4 separate regions of the Mus musculus genome follow, and regions 1, 2 and 3 are each linked to region 4. The links are chromatin contacts, called in public promoter capture Hi-C maps. All regions are on one chromosome and are shown on one strand. The core of a region is the stretch at or near the end of the contact, and the rest is flanking DNA. Distances in the headings are between cores, read along the strand shown.

Evidence for each region. Promoter capture Hi-C pulls out the DNA fragments that hold promoters and counts their contacts.
Region 1: a promoter capture Hi-C map of hippocampal neurons shows a contact between it and region 4, with 5 times the contacts expected there. The contact joins the promoter of Mthfd2l here to the promoter of Utp3 in region 4. A contact is called at or near these places in 2 of 39 promoter capture datasets (the 3T3-L1 cell line and hippocampal neurons) and 1 of 115 datasets of contacts at active chromatin or transcription factors (astrocytes).
Region 2: a contact with region 4 is called in a promoter capture Hi-C map of pre-B cells, with 11 times the contacts expected there. The contact joins the promoter of Stap1 here to the promoter of Utp3 in region 4. A contact is called at or near these places in 13 of 39 promoter capture datasets (the 3T3-L1 cell line, 3T3-L1-derived adipocytes, the C10 cell line and 10 more), 5 of 484 Hi-C or Micro-C datasets (B cells, LSK cells, myocytes and 2 more), 4 of 115 datasets of contacts at active chromatin or transcription factors (astrocytes, large pre-B cells, stem cell-derived neural progenitor cells and 1 more) and 2 of 9 other capture datasets (adipose tissue and liver).
Region 3: a promoter capture Hi-C map of hippocampal neurons shows a contact between it and region 4, with 4 times the contacts expected there. The contact joins the promoter of Parm1 here to the promoter of Utp3 in region 4.

The regions. Positions count from the first base shown.
Region 1 is chr5:90,929,781-90,932,480 of GRCm38.p6, forward strand. Mthfd2l (methylenetetrahydrofolate dehydrogenase (NADP+ dependent) 2-like) reads left to right here and starts at 1,416. Exons shown (of 8, transcript NM_026788.1): 1 at 1,416-1,653. The coding sequence starts at 1,538.
Region 2 is chr5:86,070,312-86,073,011 of GRCm38.p6, forward strand. Stap1 (signal transducing adaptor family member 1) reads left to right here and starts at 1,435. Exons shown (of 9, transcript NM_019992.4): 1 at 1,435-1,646. The coding sequence starts at 1,527.
Region 3 is chr5:91,516,255-91,518,954 of GRCm38.p6, forward strand. It overlaps Parm1 (prostate androgen-regulated mucin-like protein 1), which reads left to right and starts at 1,446. Exons shown (of 4, transcript NM_145562.2): 1 at 1,446-1,703. The coding sequence starts at 1,661.
Region 4 is chr5:88,553,079-88,555,778 of GRCm38.p6, forward strand. It overlaps Utp3 (UTP3 small subunit processome component), which reads left to right and starts at 1,384. Exons shown (of 1, transcript NM_023054.2): 1 at 1,384-2,700. The coding sequence starts at 1,536.

The DNA.
Region 1 (2,700 bases), core at 166-2,665, 2.4 Mb after region 4:
CTATAAGGCCCAGAGAGATATTTCTCTCTGCTTTTTGGGACATTTTCCTCCCTTATGATGCATTTTTTATTAACTGGGGCAATCTGCCTATTCCTTTTAATAAACCCTTTCTTTTCTCACACCTCATGTAGCTTCGGAGAGCTACGGCCTACCGCCTATTACCCAGCTCCTCACTGCTGAACCTAAGTGAACCAGCGCTCGGGTTTAACGCTGTCTCAGCTTAGCCCATACCTTCTCCGGTATGAATTTCCCTTATCCTTTATTTTATGGAGCTCCGAACCAGCAGCGTCTCTTCCAAAAATCCTTTGCCGTTTCTCAGTCCCGAGTTGGTTCACCAATTGTTGTGTCCGGCCAGCAGACCACAACCTGGGTTCTAGCCTGAAAAGGCATTTTGGAAACCTGGAAGAGAAGAGGGGCTAGGTGGCGAGAGAAAAGAATGTAGCCAAGACAGTTACTCTGATCAAGGCTCAAATTTTATTGTTGCGACACTAGTTATGAAGGAAGGGGGAGGGGACCCGATTCCCGCCGAATAATCTCGGGTCCAGTAGAAAGGTGCACGTGTGTGGCTCCTCAGGTTCCAGCAGTGGGCGTGGCAGAACGAATGAGCAGGAAGCTCCACCCCTGAGCAAGCAGGTTTCAGGCTGGGGGAGGGGAGACTACACTTGTATATTTGGGGTACAAGTTCACAACAAGTATTTTACAAACACCCACCCCTCAACGAAACTTTTTCCTTGCCTTTTCATTCTCTTAACAGGTTTATTTTTCCCCCACAGCAGAAATTTAAATTTTTTTTATACACTATGATAAAGTGTTACATAAAAAGTCTCGATGCCAAGATTTTCTTCTATGTTTTCTTTCTGTGATTAAATGCCTTCTACCAGACAGACATTGCACCACTGTTCTTGATGGTTTTTTCACAGAACAAGCTCTCTAACATCTGGGACTTTCCATAACTAGTTTCCTCAGTCAGACAGTAGTCTAAACAGCTCTTGCCCCTCGCATCACTGCCACAGCTTGACCTTGGGAGGAATATTTCCTGTTAGCTTTGCAGATGATTTTTGCTTTCTCATTGCAAACTCCCTCTGCTTTAAGGTTCCACAAACTCTAGGATCTTCTGGAAGTGTCAAGGATGCTGAAGACTGATAGAAATCCCAAGGACATCTTTGTTTCTTCCTCTCCTTGAGTTTCTTTTTCAATGCATCTTAAGGTCGCACAGGGAGTGAAAAGCAAAGACCTGCAACAACTTTACTGCTCCAAGCTGCCCTCCCTGTAACCATGGAAACGAGACCAGGGACTAGAGCTGGGCCTGGGGCACAAGGGGGCCTTGCTGCCTGCAAGAACGGCCGAGGACTTCCCTGTGCTCCCGTGGCGACAGCGTGCACGGGTTGGAGCCAAGTCGCCCGCCACCCCGCGGCCACCAGCGGTGCCGCCTCTGCCTTCTCGGGGCTCGGCCCCGCCCCGCGCCCCGGAACCCTGCTGAGGGCCCCGGGCGTGTCGCTGAGCTGACCGCGGGACCCCCGGAGGCGGACGGCGAGGCATGGCGACGCGGGCCCGCGGCTTCTCGCTGCTCCGGGGCCGTCTGGGCCGAGGGCCTGTGCGAGCCCCGGGCGTCGCCGAGCGCGCGTGGCGCGGCTTCGGGAGCAGCGGCCGGAGGTAGGAGCTGCGGGCAGGGGCCGCGCGCTGGGCGGCGGCGGGGCCTGCGGAGGCCCGGGGTGGCCGCGGTGCGAGGCGCTCAGGCAATGGGCCGCGGCTTTGTTCAGACTGTTCTTGTGCGAGGAGGAGTAGGCGCTGTGCAGACCTGTAGTCCAGCGTTTCTGTTTCTTTAGTCCTTTGTCACCGGCTTGCTGTAATCTTTCCCACCTCGGAATGTCTTACAGTTTCCTTAAACTGCATGCAGTCCAGGCTGGCCTCTCCGCTTGTAGGGCGCTTGGCAGCCTTCGGATTTGGTTGCTGCCCGGGACAATGAAAAGACACCGTGGTGCCCAGGAACAGGCCACGCTGCCGCAGCGTCCCTTGTCTGCTGGGGAATCCAACCTATGGAACAACAGCAATGCATAGTGTCTTGCCCAGGGCCTTCGAGTTCAGAAAAACTCATTTGTAAACTTCCAGTGCTTCTTAGGTGGCTGGAGACTCTCGCTTGACGGTTTATAGTCACTTTGTGTCCTCAAGGAAAAGTACAGTGAGGCTGTGCCCATAGGTGCTGTGTGATTTAAATTAACTCCCCATCATACGTATTTGGATCTTAGTTTTGAGTCACTGAAATTTAAAGTTCTTTCTGTAGTCTTAACTTCGGAGATGGTTTGTAGTGACTAGGTCTATAGAAGAGGATGTGTGGTAAATGATACAGCTTCGGAATTCTATTGCTGTACACTGTTGGCCTGTAGTAGCAGCGTTGGGATTTGCTGTTTAGCCAGAGTGCTCTCCTCCCTTGGAAGAACAGATTTGTAAGGGTTCTGTTTGCAATCCAGACTTGAAGGGGTTGTCTACCAAGAGTATCCTATTTAAATCATTATCCTTGGAATTTCAAGTTTTTAGTGCTTCCCTCTAGAATAATGGTAATTTTTTTGTTAGTGTATAAGTTGATTAATGTCCCTTCATCAGTTCGATGTCTCCATCTCCCCATTTGCTCCTTGCCTAATTCCTACTGAAACAACAGTTACAACCTCAGTATTTGGTTGTAGCCACATGCTCCACACCCAC
Region 2 (2,700 bases), core at 185-2,684, 2.5 Mb before region 4:
ACCGGATGAGGACATTTCTATTCCTACTTTCTGGCTTAATCAGTATAATAAGTCAATAAAGTAATTCTTCCCAATAACAGATTTCACCAGGCTCTTGAAGGAGAAGTAAGAATTCACCAAGTAGATAACAAAAAGAAGGGTGTGGGAGCACACAGGAGGAGCTGTCAGAAGGAGGGCCAAGGGCTTTGAGACGTCGAGGAGCAAGTGTAAGGCCTAGAGCAGAAGGTACTTGCTGGGGAAGGGGCTTGGTTTCTTGCCAGTGCAATAAATAGTGTTCAATAAAAAATGAAAGGAAGAACCGCAGAATCTGTGAGGATCGATCAGACTGACCAAGAATGAAATTTTGAAATCTATAAGGTTTGGGGGAGATGACTGAAGAAGAAATATTTGATTCTTGGTACATTGAGGATTAATGTTATTTACAAATCAACAGTCCAAAAGAGTCTACCTGGTTTGATGAACTAGATTTAATTTAATTAATTTATTTATTTGTGCATTTACTTATTTATTTATTGCTTACTTTTTAAAATGGTAAAAAGACAAAATTAAGCAGATGTTTAATTAACATAAATATTTCTCTCTGGGCTCAGGACACTAAGGGACATACTACCAAATTCGTTGCTTGAGCCCCCACATATTAGAAGAGAACCGATTGCTACAAATTGTCCTCTAAGTTCCACATGTGCACTGTAACATGTGCACACTTGAACCTACCTGAATATTAGCACACACAAACACACACACACACATGCACAGCCCTACACACACACACACACAAAGTAAATGTCAAAACATCAAAAATATTCTTTTCTGTATTTTTCTGTAAGTCATCTTTCTCTTCTAAAGCTCTCTGGCAACAGCTAGGTATGATGACATAAATCTTTAAGCCCAACACTTTGGAGGCAGAAGCAAGTAGACCTCTGTGAGTCTGAGACCAGCCTGGTCTACACAGTAGAATTTCAGGCTATCCACGGCTACAAAAATGAGACCATATTTTCAATAAAAAAAAAAAAAAAACACTATTGGATATATAGCCAATAGGATCAATACAAAAATATTCAATGAAGAATTTTTTTAATGGATACAGTTTATTTAAGTCACATATCTTCGAAATAAAGGCAGAGAACAATCAACAAAAATGAAAGCTGGAAAAGCTAAGTGTGTCGTTGGTGTTGCTCCAAAAGTCTCGCACCTGCTCCTTTCATCATTAGGAGATGGTAATCTGCTGTTTATTTTGTTACCATCAACCTAAGCACATGAAGTTTACACAGCAGACGCCTTTTAAAAGTTGGTCTGTGCCTGATCTTTTTTACTTCACAATAACTGAAGGAGGGAAAGTGTGTGTGTGTGTGTGTGTGTGTGTGTGTGTGTGTGTGTGTGTGTGCTGTTGGTGGAAGGGTTGGTGGTTAAAAAGCGAGTTGAGACTTCCTCTTTGAACAGTTGCCTCTCCTCTCAACACTACGGAGATTTCGGTTTTTTTGAGGCTGGATAGAACTGAAAGCAAGCCAAACTCCAAAGCAAAGGCTATGATGGCGAAAAAGCCCCCGAAACCTGCCCCTCGCAGGATCTTCCAGGAAAGACTGAAGATCACTGCTCTGCCCCTGTACTTTGAAGGATTTTTACTGGTCAAACGGTCTGATCACCAGGTAAGTGTGTAGACAATAATTGTAACCCTGAACATTGGCACTTATCATAAAACTTATGTCATGGCAACACGATGCGATGAAGCCTCCTCGTTTCTGTTTGGGTTATACTGTCTTCCTTGAGTTAGAAGAATGATTCTCACTTTGAATTAATGCACAGCTTTACACACACACACACACACACACACACACACACATATGTATTGTAAGGTTTCTAATATTTAGCCATAATCTAAAAATGCAGTGAAATTTCCAAAAGAGTCTTTTAAGCATCCCAGAAGATTTTGGCTTTAAAGATGAGAGTTTTATATGTTTTATAAGCATAGCTGACTGCTATGCTTCGGTGGTGAGGAACCGCATGATGTTGAGGGGATTTAATGAGAGATAACAACCTACTTCTACTCTGGTTACAATGAGCCTTATAATGACCACGTTGTAAGAAATGATAAACTTCCATAAGATTGTGAAAATTTGATATTGACTTAATATTGTTTCATTACACAATCTGAAAATACTGTTCACAATGCTTATTTTAAAAGAATATTTAAGGTGTTATTGTAACTAGTGAACACATTAGGGTTTTTTTTTTTCAAAAGTACATTTGCTCTAAGAAAACTCATGAAGTATTTCACATACTTTTTATGTAAAATCTTAAACTACAGTTATAAAAGTGTATTTGCCTTTAAAGTTGTAATTGTGGACAACATAAAATTGATTAAGGAAGTACGAAATTATGAAATTATGTTACTAAAGAAGTAAAGAAGCCACTAGTGTAGGTATGGCATTTTCATATTGACTGAAGTTAGCAAGGTTTTAAATGTTTTCAGAAGTAGCAGTGGGTGTTCAATGAAAATGATAAGGCAAGGTTCAGAGGAGTCGATAACAGTCATGGAAAAGTTCTAAATGTGAAAATACTCTACTTGTAAGCTCATTTGCCATTTGAAAGTCAGATTGTGACTCTTGCCGTGGCTGTTAAATTTGCAAATTTAAAATAGTAAATTGGCAAACTATATTCAAATGTTGTTGTTGTTGCTGCTGCTGTTATTGAGTCTTCACA
Region 3 (2,700 bases), core at 196-2,695, 3.0 Mb after region 4:
CCAGGGAAGCAGGAGAGGCAGTTCAGCTTTTGCTTGCAGTATCGTTTGCTTCCTATACCGACAGGAATCAGTACATGTATAGAGAAGAAGGACAATTATGAGCCCAGTGTAGTCTATTGCGAAAGTACTGCCAAGATCTGGGAGTGGTGCTGGCGAGGTGAGGCTGAGAATTGGCCTGGCTGCTGCTAAAGTGATGAACCCAGGCTGAGAGAGAGCGGGTCCTGTTACAAGATGGAAGACGACACACCAAACGACAGGAAAACAGTTCTGCAGAGCTGCTGAGGGCACCAAATGTTCCAATGCCTTAGGAAGGGTCCCTTTTCTCTTACAACTGTCAGCTCTAGTGACCAGGGGCCACCAGGTTCAGACTGCACCAAGCTGAAGGATGTGGCATGCAGCCCGTATGAGGACTATGAATGTCTGAGGTGCAGGGGGCGCAAAAAGAATGAAATGAAAGGCCAGGTCTGACTCCACTTTGGAGAAGCCCTGATCTTTGGGGAGGCATTCAATATGGAGAAGGAGCCCCCGGTGAAAAAGATCTGATTACCCTTCCCTAACTATAAGGCCTGGGCAAGCACTTAAACTTAAAGTTACTTCCTACCCAGAAAATGAGGATACTTGCCTGTATGAGGATACTACGGGAAGTAAATGACTTGGGTAGTATGTGAATGTACATTGTCCAACACATAGCCTATTGCCATTTCTCAGAAATTATTGTTATCTGTTATTATTGTTTATTAGCACTAATTATTATTACATAAAACTTATTTTATTATTATTATTACATTGTTTTCATAGGCCTGATGTACAAACAATTCTTACAAACTATATGAACATGACACATTCCTTAATTTCTAATGCCTTTGATTTCTTACCTGGGAAATAGTAAGGTTTATGTCTCTGGGTTAGTAGAAGGAACTTTAGCATAGTAACTAATCAGACGGCTGGTTCAGTTATCTGGGGATCATATATATCACCTGATAGTGGTATTTCTTCTGGCTAGGAAGTTGAATAGGCACCAGGAAGTGCGGTGAGAGTTTAATGTACACAGAAGGCTGTTTGCAGAAATGAAGGGAAAAGGTCTTCATCCCATACTTGGAAAGAAATGTGTTGATTCTCTGAGGTGACCTCGAGGTCGCCTCTCTAAGGGTAAGGAGTTTTCATAAGCGACCTAACGGCAGGGACCCACTCACACTTTGTTTTGCCTTAGCTTCCAGGACAGTGCAAAGCTCCCTGAGCTGTGGCTGAATCCACTAAAAGCTCAAGTCTAGCTCCCGCTGTCCAGCAGAGGCCGCTCTGGGCCGGGACTCCTGGGACCTGTGCGCCAGGAGAGAGAAGGCCAGGGGGTGGCCCTGTCCTCGCAGGAGGGCCGGGTGGGAGGGGTTTGGCGACGGCGCAGGCGGGCCCTGGGCTCAGGCAGCTGGGATGGAGCAGAAGTGCGCCTGGCGCCGCAGGGCACACAGCTGACTCTCCGCGCCACCTCCACTTCGCCTTGCGCCGCCAGACACCGAAGCTGCCTGGACTCGTCGCGCCTGGCGTCCCCGCTCCTCCCGTAGCCCACCCGGTCCGAAGAGGAGCTGCCGGTGCCCCGAAGCACTTGGTCAGACCCAGGAAACTCTTCTCTAGTCGCATCCAGCTCGGTACCGAGCACCAGAGTAATATGGTCTGCAAGGTGCTCATCGCCCTCTGCATCTTCACCGCAGGTACTTGGCGCGGTCCTAGGAAGAGCGGGGCATGGGGGAGGCAGCACAGGGTCCGGCTGATGGGAAGAGGGGCGACACCAAGAAATAAGCCACCACTGGAGGGTGGTAGGTCTGCAGGGGTGTGCGCACTTAGATTTGAGGTGTGCGGTTTTGGCAGTCCTGGAAGGGAGGGACGTCTGGGTCTTTGCTGTGGCATCCTGGGCCCCCCACAAATTCGTTCTCTGTGAAACAGGTGGCCGGCTAGCTGGCGCCTTAGAACACAGAATTCCGCACGGAGAGGAAAGGTTTCTGTGGTTTCTCCTTTGCTGGGGTCTCCGGGGAGCACCTGCTACAGCCCCAGACATCACTTCTTGCCAGTGGTTTGTCCGGACGTGGGATACAGAGGCCAGGCAGGGGTCCGACAAAGCTGCTGCTAGGAGGGCTTCATCATGGAGTGCGCTCAACCCGACTGGTTAGCGCTCTGGGACTTAGAGGTCTCTGGAACTCCGGGCGTCCCTTTTACTTAGGCTCAGGGATGATGCGGCACAAACAAGTCACAGGGGCAGCGGCCCAGGTTAGGGTCAAGCTTATGATCATTGTTTGAAGATTGCAGGTCTACTGTGGCCAAGAGCCTTCCAAAACTGTGGCCCTCTGTATGAAACTAGTAACTTGGGTAAAAGTAGGATACACACCCCCTTTTGCCCCATCCGGGTCTGTCTATCTATCTCACCCGGGTCTAGGGACTACTTGCAACCACGACCTTGGGCATTCAAGCCAAGCCGACCCGCGGGCTGCAGAGATGAAACCAGGCACCACCTTCTGGAGTTGGGTACCTAGGTTTTTGTCCAGGAAGAACGTAGCCCAATAAGGACTATGGATTCGGGACTATACTCGGGGTCTGAGGGTGGGCGGGGGAGAGTAACCCAAGAGAGTAGTCCGGTCTGTTTATCCAAGAATGCCCCGAAGCCTCCTAGTACAAGCTGATTGGAGATTCAAGCTTTAGTCCGTGTGTTTCCCC
Region 4 (2,700 bases), core at 134-2,633:
GGTAGGGGAGTGGGGGTGGGTGGGTAAGGGGGACTTTTGGTATAGCATTGGAAATGTAAATGAGCTAAATACCTAATAAAAAATGGAAAAAAAAAAAAAAGAAAAAAAAGACAAGACCCCATGTGGTATGCATAATCACGACTTTGTATATCCTTTTAAATAAGGAAGCTGACATAAAAGGTCATACATTTGAGATAGCTTAGGTGGTAGCCCTGTCTACTAAGCTTGACACCAGTTCGATTCTCTTAGACCCATATGTCACTTCTCCCATTTGACTGAGTTTTCTGTTTGGTGTACCCGTGCGCCCTCCTAAACCACAAGGTCTCCTATTTTGGCCTTTATCTCTTTTCCTTTTCCTCTTCTTCCTCTTCCCTCCTCTTTCCTCCTCCCCACTTCTTCTCCCCTTCTCCCTCTCTCCCCTCTCCCTCTTCTTTCTCTTCTCCTCCCCTCCCTTGTTAAATCTATTTTGCTCATTTCCTTCCTTCATTCTCCTCTCTCCTCTCCCCTCCCTCCCTTGTTAAATCTATTTTGCTCATTTCCTTCCTTTATTCTCCCCTCCCCTCCCCCCCCCCATCTCTGCCTAAAACGCTGCCACGGAAGTTTGGTGCTTGATCAATGTTGAAGAACACAACAATGAATAATCATTAAATGTTGCAACCCAATTCTATACATAGGAGGCTGTCCGCGGCTGACAGCCTCACAGTTTTCCAGAACGTCTAGAAAAGCGAAGCTATTCCAGTAGAAGGACACCGCGCGTCTTTTACTCTTCCCGGTTACATCGTCCCCAAAAAACCCCGAAGTCCTCTCTCGGGTCGCCTAAAAGCAGAGACTCGCCGCGCGGGGCCCGGAAACGCGGCGCCTACGGTAGCAACTCCCAGGCAAAAACAGAGAAAAGCACCAATCCGGGAGGCTGAGGCTGACAACATGGCGAGTCCCGGCTTCAGAAGTCAAGACAGACAAAAAACAAAACTAAACAAAACACAAACAAAACCCTGACTAACTTCCACTCTGGCAAACGGAGAACACGAAACCGTGAGCTGGGCAACTATCTAGCGTGGCCCAGTGGGCGCCCTGCCGACGCGTGGGAACGTAGATGCCCCGCGCCCTCTGTCGGCCGCGGGCTGTCTCGCGGCGTCCCTGGCGGGATTCCGGCTTCACGCCGGAAGTCACCAGAGAGAGAGAGAGCTCGGAAGTAGCCACAAAAGGATCCGCGGAACGGAAATATCCTTGGCCTAGCGTTCCTACCCGGAAGTTTTCATTCGCCGGAACCGACTGGTTTTTAAAAAGACACGGCGGCGGGATTACGCTGGGGGGGGGGGGGGGAGCGGAAGTTTAGGCGCGCGCGCTGCGCGGAGAGCACCCTGGGAGCGGAAGGAAACAGGCCTTTCCCAGACTCTCTGCTCCGGTGGTCACCGACTTGGGTTCGCGGAGCGTGCTGGTGCTGAAAGCCTCCGCTTGCCGGCATCATTCTGGGCGGAGGTCAGAAGTGGCGGAAATCGCGGCGTCGCTTGGGAACCCGGGACCGCTGGTGAGCCATGGTGAAGAAATCACGGCGGCGTGGAGCGGCTCAGTGGGCCGCCGTGCGGGCCCAGGCAGGTCTCACCGCCACGGACGAAAATGAGGACGACTTGGGGTTGCCGCCCTCTCCAGGGGACTCCAGCTACTACCAAGACCAGGTAGATGAGTTCCATGAAGCGCGATCTCGGGCAGTCCTGGCCAAGGGCTGGAACGAAGTCGAGAGTGGGGAGGAGGATGGCGATGAGGAGGAAGAGGTGCTACCTCTAGATATTGATGATGGAGATGACGAAGATGGAGAGAGTTCGGAGGAGGAGGAGGTTGGAGAGGATGATGACGGCGGAAGCTCCGTGCAGAGTGAGGCTGAGGCCTCTGTGGACCCTAGCTTGTCCTGGGGTCAGAGAAAAAAGCTTTATTACGATACGGACTATGGTTCCAAATCCCGAGGCCGTCAGAGTCAGCAAGAAGTAGAAGAGGAGGAAAGAGAAGAAGAGGAGGAGGCACAGATAATTCAGCGGCGCTTGGCCCAAGCCCTGCAAGAGGATGATTTTGGAGTCGCTTGGGTGGAGGCCTTTGCAAAGCCGGTGCCCCAGGTAGACGAAGCTGAGACAAGGGTTGTGAAGGATTTGGCTAAAGTCTCGGTAAAAGAGAAGCTGAAAATGTTGAAGAAAGAATCACCAGAGCTCTTAGAGCTCATAGAAGACCTCCAAGCCAAGTTGACAGAGGTGAAGGATGAGTTAGAACCCTTGTTACAGTTGGTGGAGAAAGGGGTCATTCCAACTGGAAGAGGAAGCGAATACCTGAAGACTAAGTATAATCTCTACTTGAACTATTGCGCCAACATTAGCTTTTATTTGATCTTAAAAGCCCGGAGAGTCCCTGCACATGGACATCCTGTTATAGAAAGGCTTGTTACCTACAGAAATCTGATCAACAAGCTGTCGGTTGTGGATCAGAAACTGTCCTCTGAAATCCGTCACCTCCTCACAGCCAAGGATGGTGCTGTAAAGAAAGAAATGACTCCAAAAGCAAAATTAACCAAAACCAAGCCCAAGTCTGTAAAGCAGGCTGCTGCTGTTGCCCTGACTGATGAGCCTGATTTTGATGGGGCTGCTCTCAAGTACTATAAGGAAATGGAAGACAGGCAAGAGTTGAAGAGAAAGAAGGAAGAAAACAGTGCTGAAG